2 separate regions of the Bos taurus genome follow, and region 1 is linked to region 2. The links are chromatin contacts, called in public Hi-C maps. All regions are on one chromosome and are shown on one strand. The core of a region is the stretch at or near the end of the contact, and the rest is flanking DNA. Distances in the headings are between cores, read along the strand shown.

Evidence for each region. A called contact is a pair of places that touch in the nucleus more often than the background predicts.
Region 1: a contact with region 2 is called in a Hi-C map of skeletal muscle, with 5 times the contacts expected there. A contact is called at or near these places in 2 of 11 Hi-C or Micro-C datasets (liver and skeletal muscle).

Annotation. Positions count from the first base shown.
Region 1 is chr8:63,355,347-63,360,811 of ARS-UCD2.0, reverse strand. It overlaps TBC1D2 (TBC1 domain family member 2), which reads left to right and starts at 3,045. Exons shown (of 13, transcript NM_001101981.1): 1 at 3,045-3,442. The coding sequence starts at 3,068. LOC132345966 (a long non-coding RNA gene) reads right to left here and starts at 2,790. Exons shown (of 4, transcript XR_009495600.1): 1 at 2,654-2,790.
Region 2 is chr8:63,089,633-63,095,569 of ARS-UCD2.0, reverse strand. It overlaps TRMO (tRNA methyltransferase O), which reads left to right. Exons shown (of 5, transcript NM_001097994.2): 4 at 1,767-2,408; 5 at 5,657-5,937. The coding sequence ends at 5,916. Among named protein-coding and RNA genes, the nearest start is that of TRMO, 7.5 kb to the left of the region's middle.

The sequences.
Region 1 (5,465 bases), core at 1,796-4,295, 270 kb before region 2:
CTTTGACTGTGTGGATCACAATAAACTGTGGAAAATTCTGAAAGAGGAATACCAGACCACCTGACCTGCCTCTTGTGAAACCTGTATGCAGGTCAGGAAGCAACATTTAGAACTGGACATGGAACAACAGACTGGTTCCAAATAGGAAAAGGAGTACGTCAAGGCTGTATATTGTCACCCTGCTTATTTAACTTATACGCAGAGTACATCATGAGAAACGCTGGGCTAGAGGAAGCACAAGCTGGAATCAAGATTGCCGGGAGTAATATCAATAACCTCAGATATGCAGATGACACCACCCTTATGGCAGAAAGTGAAGAAGAACTAAAGAGCCTCTTGATGAAAGTGAAAGAGGAGAGTGAAAAAGTTGGTTTAAAACTCAACATTCAGAAAACTAAGACCATGGCATTCGGTCCCATCACTTCATGGCAAATAGATGGGGTAACAGTGGAAACAGAGGCAGATTTTATTTTTCTGGGCTCCAAAATCACTGCAGATGGTGACTACAGCCATGAAATTAAAAGACGCTTACTCCTTGGAAGGAAAGTTATGACCAACCTAGACAGCATATTAAAAAGCAGAGACATTGCTTTGCCAACAAAGGTCTGTCTAGTCAAGGTTATGGTTTTTCCAGTAGTCATGTATGGATATGAGAGTTGGACTATAAAGAAAACAGAGTGCCGAAGAATTGATGCTTTTGAACTGTGGTGTTGGAAAAGACTCTTGAGAGTCCCTTGGACAGCAAGGAGATCCAACCAGTCCATCTAAAGGAAATCAGTCCTGGGTGTTTATTGGAAGGACTGATGTTGAAGCTGAAACTCCAATACCTTGGCCACCTGATGCGAAGAGTTGACTCATTGGAAAAGACTCTGATGCTGGGAGGGATTGGGGGCAGGAGGAGAAGGGGACGACAGAGGATGAGATGGTTGGATAGCATCACCGACTTGATGGACATGAGTTTGGGTGAATTCCAGGAGTTGGTGATGGACAGGGAGGCCTGGCGTGCTGCAGTTCATGGAGTCACAAAGAGTCAGAAACAACTGAGCATCTAAACTGAACTGAATTCAGAAAAGAAGGGAGATCTGTTCCTAACCTGGCAGTGCTAGTCCTTGTAGGCAGTGGCACAAGCCATGTAAGGGTCCCTGGAGGAATAACCTCGGGAGCAACCTCTACCAACATTGGTAATAGGTCCTAACCCTGATACCCAACTGGAAGGAATGACTGACTATACCAGGAACCAACTCATAGAAAGGTACACCTGAACTAAATTTGGATTTTATTGCTTTCAAACCCCCCTTTGGCTGGAACAACAGTATAATTAACATATCACTGATTTTGTAATGAAAATTCAGTCCTCCTTCCCAATACAGACTGAAGATAATGGGAAGGTTCTAAGGATAGAGGAAAACGAAATTTATTGATTTGACAGCAAATGAGGACAGTAGCAGACTAACTTCCTGAAAATTACCGTCCTGCTTTCTGGGAGAAACCAGGAGTATTTAAGGAAAGTCTTGAGACTGGGGTTAAAAGGAACAAGCAAAACTAGCAAGAAGGCCCGCCAGCATTAATCAGTAACAAAGAATGCAAATTTAGTTCCCAGCAACACAAGGGGAAGATAGGAAAAACAGTTTTAGAAATCATCTATCAAAACAGTTTTAACCTTGTGGCCCTTTTACAGTTGGGAGGATGTTACTTCTTTTCATTTGCTTATTAAGAGACATTATCCCGTATACTAGGAACTTGGGAAATACTGTTACTATAAATTATAATTTCTGCAGTGAACCTGTATTTAAAAAATTACTGTACTGGCAAAGACAGTCTCAGTCTCTGGGCATAATTTACCCGGAAACGAGAATTTTGTTAAGGATTGGAGAAGGCAATGGCAACCCACTCCAGTATTCTTGCCTGGAAAATCCCATGGATGGAGGAGCCTGGTAGGCTGCAGTCCATGGGGTCGCTAAGAGTCGAGGACGACTGAGCGACTTCACTTTCACTTTTCACTTTCATGCATTGGAGAAGGAAATGGCAACCCACTCCAGTATTCTCGCCTGGAGAATCCCAGGGACAGAGGAGCCTGGTGGGCACAAAGTCGGACACGACTGAAGCGACTTAGCAGCAGCAGCAGAGAAAGAGAAGCTAAAGGGAGAGGAGCTAAGAAAGGGCTAGGGCACCGTGATGCCTCGAAAGAGGTGGACAGAAATGGGTTCTACAGCCTAAGAGAAGAGATGCGCCTGACAGGAGGGAAGGGGAAAAACTTTAGGTCAAGTGGTAGAATGAGACATGAGGTTGAACGAGTTAATCAGGGCCTATTTGTCTGTGTAAACAATTTGCTGAGTCCAGCCCCAGTCAGGGTAGCAGCCGGACCAGGCGCCCCAGGTAACGCAAGCAGCCAGAAAAGGAGGCTGGGACGGAGGGCGGAGAGGCCGCCGCGGTCAGGGGTGAATCACGAATAAACAGCCGCGGGTACTGAGCCAACGAGCCCCACAAGCCGAGAGCAGTGCCGGATGTGGCGACACTGAGCAGGGCGTCCCTTTCAGCCAATAGCCGCGCGGTCCGCCGTCCGACGGTGACCGGAGCGGTACCTGGGGAGAAAAGGCGGGAGGCCCATGAGGCGCGAGAAAGGACCACCCTTCCACGCCATTACGCGAGTTACCAGAGCAGTGTACCGGAGGACCCGCGTCTCTTTCAGCTTCCCTTCCGCGGGTTAACTAATTCAGAGACACCACGCCTTCAACCTGTGGACTGCCTCATGCCGGAAGCTGCCCCCAGTAAAGATGGCGCACAGGCAACGAGGAAAAGCCTGAAGTAGGCGGGAAAGGAGGAGCCGGCAGAGGGCGTGCCGGGGCGTGTCCTGGCGGCCGAGGTCCGAATGGGCGTGGCCATCCGCCCCTACTGGGCTTTCGATCTATGAGGCTCACAAGCTGCAGCCAACCGAGTCCCTCCGTCGTCTCCTGGAGGCGGGTCGCCACTGGCCCCGCCCCCGTCGGATCACTCCCTTTTGGAAGGTTATCACCTGAGTTTTCAAGATTTGAGTGGGGTTGGGCCACTAACCTCCAGTCCCTCTGCGATGGAGGGCGCGCAGGAGAGCCCCGCGGAGTCTGGTTCCTCCGTCCCGTGGTCCGAAGAGCCTGCTGGCTCGGCCAAGGTTCCCGAGGTGTCGCTTTCGGAGGAGTCGGAGGGCTGTACCCGGCCCCTGGAGGCGACCCCCCCAAAGCTTTGTGGATATTTAAGTAAGTTTGGTGGCAAGGGGCCCATCCGGGGCTGGAAATCCCGCTGGTTCTTCTTCGACGAGAGGAAATGTCACCTGTATTATTCGCGGACCGCGCAGGATGCGAATCCGTTGGACAGCATCGACCTCTCCAGTGCGGTGTTTGATTGCAAGGCGGACGCCGAGGAGGGGACTTTCGAAATCAAGACTCCCAACAGGATAATTACCTTGAAGGTAAATGGAGCACTGTTTTCCCTTTTTGGCCGGGATGGGATCCCAGGGCACCGCTGAGCACGGGTGGGTGGTCACAATAAACTTACCATAATCACCGACCCCGATCACCTCAGTGAACCCTGGGTGCCCAGGGTTTTGTGTTTTTCAAAGCGCATTCACACCCATTTCCTCATTAGATTCCTGCAGTAAAGGCCGGGATGATGGACCTATATTACGGATCAAAAAACTGAGTCATAAAGGGGTAAAGGGACTGGTTTGAGTCACACCACTAAAAAGTAGTGTAGCCCACACTTGGAATCTCATAGCTTCCCTACTTCTCAGTACCTTATCAAAACTTTTAGGATACAGTCCATTGGGTTGCAAAACAGTCAGACAAAACTTAACCAGCTTAACAACAAAAAACTAGGCAGTTACCATAACTTTCTTACTTAGGGCTGAAGTATAGTCAAGATATGAGCTTTACAATCCTCTTTCAAGGCCTGGATTCTGAATTACTTTTCTTGATGTTGTAGCCAAGGGGAGTGAATGCTGAGAAAACATTGGCAGAGATTGGGAGATAAACACTTAGGTTTCACTGATCAACCTACATTGTTCATTGAAGCATAGCCAAACCTGTTTTCTCATCAGTAAGTTCTGTTTTATTATCATATTTAACTGGAAAAGCCTGAAGCATTGCAAAGGCCATGCGCTTTGAAATCAGACAGGCTTGGATTCAAATTCTGCATCAGCTACTTACTAACTGTGTGACTCTGGGCAAGTTAACCTCTTAGTACCGAGGTAGTTTGTGAGACTAAAACAAGGTATGTAAGCACCTGGCACATCACAAGTTGCGGAATTAATCTCAGCCTATACTACTGCTGGCATCTAGTGGGTGCACAATACGTATTTGTTGACTGAGCACACATAGTAACAGAACCAAGGTCAGAAACTTCTTGTCCAGTGAAAGTGCCTAGAACTTAACTGGAAAGAAAGATTGGTGTGGGCTAGGAGTTCTGGAATTCACACTCAGAGAGGAGTGTGCCAGTAGACTGCTTCCCTCCCACCTCTACTTCCAGCCAATGGAGAATCTATTGAGCCCCCTGGATATAGCTCACAGCTTTTAGTTGCACTTTAATGACTAGGCCAGTCTTGTGACCAGGCTGCAGTGGGGGGTGGGTGACAGTCCATCAGGAGAAAATGATGGCTGAGCTGTAGCATTGGGGAAGGAGACATATGCAGGTGGCTATGGATATGAGAGAGGAGTCAAGGATGGCTTGTGTAACTGGCTGACTGCCTGGTTGGGCCAGTCACTGACAGGAGGGAACCCCAATTGAGGAAACAACAGGACATGCAGTCATATGTCCCCTTGGTAGATTCTTAAGTTTCAAGAGGAGAGGGGCCATGTGGGCTCACCAGTGTCTCCACTGCCTACCACAGTCCCTGACACATACCATAGATGCTCAATATACACATGTCCAGAGAATTAATAAAATGGGATGTTTGGGTATGAGTGGGAGTTTGTGAGCACAAGGTCATGGTGAAGCCCTGGAAGAAGCTGAGGTCTCTCAGGGAAAGCTTTGATATATAGAAAGAGAATGGTGGACAGCATTTTATCTGATTTGATCCCTCCATGGCAGGCTGAGGGCCCCTTTCATGGAGCCTCCTGCCTTCTGCACACCTCACCCCTGGCCCTCTTGAGAAGAGGGCTTGCCCTGGTTGCTTGCTTATATTCTCACACGGCCTTGACTGTGGTCATCTCTGTGAGGCTTACCTTCCAATCCTAGCGAGCTGCCCAGCTTCTGCAGCCCATCTGATCCCAGGCCTTCTCTCTGTAAGTCACACTCTCCTGGCCATAAATTATAACAGGTCTCTGGCTTAGAAGTGGGAGACCTGGGTTCTGGGACCAGCTCTACCACCACCTGCCTGGGCCACCTCACAGCCTTAGTTTCTCCAAGTTTCTCCATCTATAGCAGGGGCCAAGCACTCCTGCCCTGCTTCCCCAGTGGAGGATCAGGCAACGTAATGGATGTGAGAGTAGGTGTGT
Region 2 (5,937 bases), core at 2,295-4,794:
GCTTTGCAGTTTATAAAGCATGTTCGTGTATGTTATCTCATCGTGGCTCGTGGACTTGATAGAGTAGCAGTCTGACTATTGTGGATGAGGACACTGAGGTCTTGGATGTTTGATAATTTACCCAACAGCATCCAGACAAGAGTTTGTCTGACTTCAAATCCCTTGAATTCTCACTTGTAACCCCGTGTCTTTTGCAGACGTCATTAGGCACAATCTATCACTTAGAAAGTCCAAAATCTTCTTTCCAAAGTTCCAGGTTCATTCACAATAAGCATGTTTTAGAAATCAGATTCCTTTGTTAGTCATGTTTTTCTTAAATGAAGATAGGATCAAGTGTGATCACATGTGGTTTTTTGATTCTCACTGGACCAGTTTTCCAAGGGTCAAGTTAGTAGACTCTGCAGCAGAGTCTACTAACTGGACAACAGCTGTGTAAGTGGGATAGCAGGAGACCTTTCCTTAGTATTTGGCAATCTGACTTATATTCTGCTTAATTATATGATGGAATATTGTATTTCTCTTGCTGTGTAACAAATTACCACACCCCATCAGTTTAAACAGCACACATTTATTACATGTTTAAGACATTATGATGTTTCTATGGGTTAGGGAGTTGGGACACAGCTTAGCTGGGTCGTTGCTTAGAGCTTCACCAAGTTTCAGTGAAGGTGTCATGTGGAATGAGTTCTTTTCTGGAGGTTTGACTGTGGAAGAATCCACTTCCAAGCCCACTCTGGTCTTGGCAGAATTCACTTCCTTACAGTTGTGATCCTGAGGGTCCTGACCTCTTGCTGGTTTTTGGCTGGTGGCTGCCTCCAGCTCCTAGAGGCAGCCCATAGCACCTAAGGACCACCCACAGTGCCTTGTTATATGGACTCTCCCAGCGTGGCTGCTTGCTTCATCAAACCCACAAGAAGAGTCAAGTGAATCTGCAGCAAATGCAGGAGTCTTAGATAACATAGTCACTGGAGTGATATCAAATCATACTCAAGAGGAGGGGATCATACACCACTAGGTGATGAGCATCACAGGGCCACCTTAGATGCTGTTTGCCACAGTAGAAACCATCGTCAGTCCCACAGAGGTAATGCTGAAGACTCTGAGGTACCTGGGCTTCCCTGGTAGCTCAAACGATAAAGTATCTGCCTGTAATGCGGGAGACCTGGGTTCAATCCCTGCATCAGGAAGATTCCCTGGAGAAGGAAATGGCAACCCACTCTAGTATTCTTGCCTGGAAAATTCCATGGGCAGAGGAATCTGGTGGGTTACAGTCCATGGGCTTTCAAAGAGTCAGATACGACTGAGCAACTATCTTTCTGATGTACTTGGAACAAAGTTAGAAACCTCCAGTGATGCAAAGGTGAGCTGGCCCCACCTAGTGCTCGAAGGCCTACTCACTGTCTAGGGGGAGAGACTCTAAGCAGGCCATTGCCAGACTACGTGGCAAGGGCTCCAGGAGAAGTTTGGGCACAGGTTCCTCTGCAGAACCCAGAGGAAAGAACACTTCTGTCTGAAAGAGCCAGAAAGGCTCTGTAAAGCAGGTGTTACATGAGAGCCTTGAAGAGCAAGCAGCAGTCTGACAGGTTAAAAAGAGAATGAGTTTCTAGGTAGAAAGAGAAGTGTGTATTGGCACCAAGTGTAAGAGAGCCTGGTGCGTGAAGGAACTGTGACTAAGCCTGGTGAGGTTTAGGCAGATGGTGTTGAGTCTCTAATCGTTTGTGCTGTTCTTCATTGTTAATATCTCTAAGATGTTTTTCACATTACAGGTGGAGCTGTCTACCTTTCTGGAATTGACATGATTCATGGCACACCTGTACTAGACATAAAGCCCTACATAGCTGATTATGACTCACCGCAAACTTTGATTGAGTCTTCAGGGGACTTCACCTTACGGAATAACCAACATAAACCGAAAACCGTGTCCCAGTCTGAAGGCAAGACTGATAGCTGTGACTGGCAACAGCTCTCAGAGTACAAGGAATCACAGCCCTGCCGCTGCACTACGGAGAAACCCAAATGTCCTGAAGATAGAACTTCAGGGGAAAACATTGCGGGATCTGATGACGCAGCAAACACCCAGCAAAGCTCACCTGAGCCAAGGGAGAGAGCGGCAGAATTGGGTGAAGAATCCAGTCCCAGGGTGGCACAAGAGCAAAGTGGCCCACGTATCCAGGAGAAGAGCCCTTCAGAGGAACAAGAAGACAGCAGGCTGAAGAGAGGGGAAGAAGCAGTGGCCCCAGAAGGACACGACCCAGAGATGTCCCCCAAGGCTCCTTCCAGGGTGGCCGGTGCAGCCCACTGCAGCGTGGTCCCTGCCTGGGTGAGAGATGCCCCTGTGGCCACCTTGGAAGTCCGATTTACTCCTCACGCAGAGATGGACCTTGAGCACCTCAGCTCAGGTGAACCAGGTACTTTCCACTTCTTGTTTGTGAATAAGAGATGAGCCTTTGCTAGGAGATTTGGCGAACTTGGTGTTTCTCCCATCCAAATACTAACCAGGCCCGACCCTGCTTAGCTTCCAAGATGACATTAGGCATGTTCAGGGTGGTATGGCCATAGACCAAATTGCTATTTCTGAGGGCAGGTATATAGAGTATTGGTCATTATGACTTGTAAAGAAACGTAGGAGTATAAAATCAAACTTGGACAATGTCATCATCTGATGGCTTTCAGTCAGCAACTGTTCAGCACAGAGTCCCAGCCACTCAGTCACGTGTTTACTGAGGACAGCTGCTGCTCAGGAATAGGGCCTCTTGTCAACTCGTAGCGGTAGTTCTTGGAGTTCTCAAATGGCATTCAGACGCTAAGTTGTGCTTGTTCTATACTTAGGTAGATTTTCTTTCATCTGTTTCACTCGCTGACTAGAGAAATGTCTCATCTTATTTTAACTGTCAGGTGGTCAATAGCTCAGCCTTTGGCACGAGCCCAGTAGTAAGAAGGAAAGAGTGTCTTACCACAGGAATTGTCCCTGTAAAGTCCCAGCACTGCAGAAGAGCCGCCACAGGTCTTTTACTTGGCACCTGTTTAATACATAATGTTAACAAACATTGTTATCTGGTTTTTCAAGCCCACAAGCAGATTCCAAGCAGCTGTCTAGAATGAAGGAAGGGCCCATTAAGAAGTGGGTTCAGTAGTTCCAGTAAGAAGTGGCCAGTTTATCGTTGCCAAGGAGATGTCAGATTTCACCTGCCACTGGGCGGTTGTGCTTCTCATTCTATCCTAAGGCCTTATGTTTAAACAGGACATTTAATTTTTAAATTGATCTCTTTATTTTAAAAGTTTTATGAACGTTGTTTAATCACTGCATCTAGTTCGTGGGGGGGCTTCCCTAATGGCTCATGGGTAAAGGAATCCACCTGTAATGCAGGAACACCTGTTCGATCCCTGGGTCAGGAAGATCCCTGAGAAGAAAACAGCAACCCACTGCAGTATTCTTGCCTGGGAAATCCCCTGGACAGAGAAGCCTGGCGGGCCACAGTCCATGGGGTTGCAAAAGAGTGGGACGTGACTTGGTGACTAAACAGCGGCAGCACAGTTCATGGGAAGAGGAAATCAGTTTTGGGTGTTTTTTTTTTTCCTTTGGAGGGGTCACGCCCCACATGGCTTGTAGTGTCTTAGTTCCCTGACCAAGGATTAAGTCCACACCCTCAGCAGTGAAAGCTTGGAGTCCTAACTAGTAGACCACCAGGGAATTCCCAAGGAAAGTCAAAAAAAAGGATTTTGTGGTAGAACAAAGCAGTGCTGCCTAAAAGGTACCATATATTTGCCCCTTGTCTGGTGGTTATCATGAAGTGCTTCCTACTTTGGAAAGTTTTGTGTTTTTCAAACTGTAGTTCATTGAGAGGCTACATTATGTCTTACTGATTTAAAAAGTGGTTAAAAAGAGAAATAATGAACTGTAACTATAAAATGGGGGCTGATTGATTTATAGCAGCAGAATTTTGAGCCAGGACAGAAATAAGAAATGACTTCAGAAAGTTTAGAGTGTAGAAAGGATAAAAAGATGTTGGAATGGAGAGGTGGGATTGGCACTGGAATAGAGTGCTGTGGGAACAGGAAGGAGAGTGTATTCTGACTTGGGGAGCAGAAAATCTGGGGAGGCTTCTAGCTCCTTGGGGAGGAAATCTGAGAAGGCTTCTTGGAGGAAAGGGTAAGTATTTGGGCTGAGCTTGGAAACATAAGTAGGCAGGGAAGTGAGGGAAGGGCACCTGCGCCAAATGAACAGCCAAACGAAGACCCGGAGCTTCTACAGGAAACAGTTACTGAAGAGTGTGGTGTCTTGGGAACTCTTCTTTTTAGAGTGGCCTTAGAATCGTTTTATGTACCAAACACGAAAGGAATCTTAGCACTGCATAATTAGTCCTCAGTTTTTGACCAGAGATTGTATTTCATGACTTTACTTACCAACTTTTTAATTGGACATAGTCCAGAGTGGTATTTGGCTGTTTTCTAAAATCTGAATTTGTTTTCAGAAGGATAAAGACAGCACCTCCACCCCCCACTACCACTCCAGATGATATTTTGAACAGGGACAACATTCTGTAAAGCACCTGCCTTCCTGGAAGAGCCTGGTCTTTGTTTGGATGTATGTTATGTGGCAGCTATTAAAAATTAGGTCACAGTTAATCTTTTATTTAAGTTTTGTATGTAATATATTTAAAAAAATTATAACACACCCATAGTGTTATAAAGATAGGAAATTTTTCCGCTTCCTGTGTTTACTGACATACAAACCTGGGGAATGGGGTAGCCTCTTCCCAGTGATGGTGTTGACCTTAGTCTACCTGCTTCACTGTTCTCACAAGGGCTCTCCCATTTCTCCTACAGAAAGTAGCGTTACTTTTACTTGTGGGTGTGTGATACCCGCCCCTGCCTGAGGCACCCTCCCCTGCCTTTAGGTAGTGCTCTGGCTACGTGTGGCTTCTGAGAATGCTGGGACTGTCATGCCTTTCAGTGACCATGCCTGCATTGTGAGAGAAAAATGACAAGGAATTGAATTCACGTCTACGTTGAGCTTCCCTAGTGGCTCAGTTGGTAAAGAATCTGCCTGTAGTGCAGGAGACCCAGGTTCGATGTCTGGGTTGGGAAGATCCCCTGCAGAAGGAAATGGCAACCCACTCCAGTATTCTTGCCTGGAGAATTTCACGGACAGAGGAGCCAGGCAGGCTACAGTCCATGGGGTCACAAAGAGTTGGATAGGACTGTGCGACTGACTTTCACTTTCTACACTGAGCATAGAAAGTGACATTTTGGGTGCACAAAAGTGAAAGCTCAGCTATCCTGCTTAGGAGACTAAGGAAAATTATCACCATGATTTTTTTTGCTCAGCAGATTTCAAATCTGGGTTGAGTGTGCATAAATTTAATATAATGACAGTACCACTTGAATATGTACCACTTTAACATAATGACAGTACCACATTCTTTATGAGGCTCCAACCAGCCTCCACATTGAAAGTCACTGTACTGAAATTTGACTTGCATGATTTTGATAATTAAGTCATGGGGTCCTTTTTTGGGGTGGGGGTGGGGGCGGTGTGCCTTGTGGGATCTTACTTCCCCAGCAGGAATTGAACCTGGGCCCATGGCAGTTAATGCATGGAGTCCTCACCACTGGACCACCAGAGAATTCCCAAGCTGTGTTCTTCTTATTGCAGGTGTTGGTCAGGCTTCATTTAAATATTTTCAGTCAGCGGAGGAAGCAAGGCATGCCATCGAGGCTGTGCTGTCAGCTGATCCTCGGTCTGTATATCGACGGAAGCTCTGCCAAGATCGTCTTTTTTACTTTACAGTAGACACGGCACACGTTACATGCTGGTTTGGTGATGGTTTTGCGGAAGTCCTAAGGATCAAGCCGGCTTCTGAGCCTGTTCAGATGAGCAAGCCTGCGGAGTCCCCGGTGTCTTTGGGGTCGTGAGGATCCTCCATGGAGCCTGTA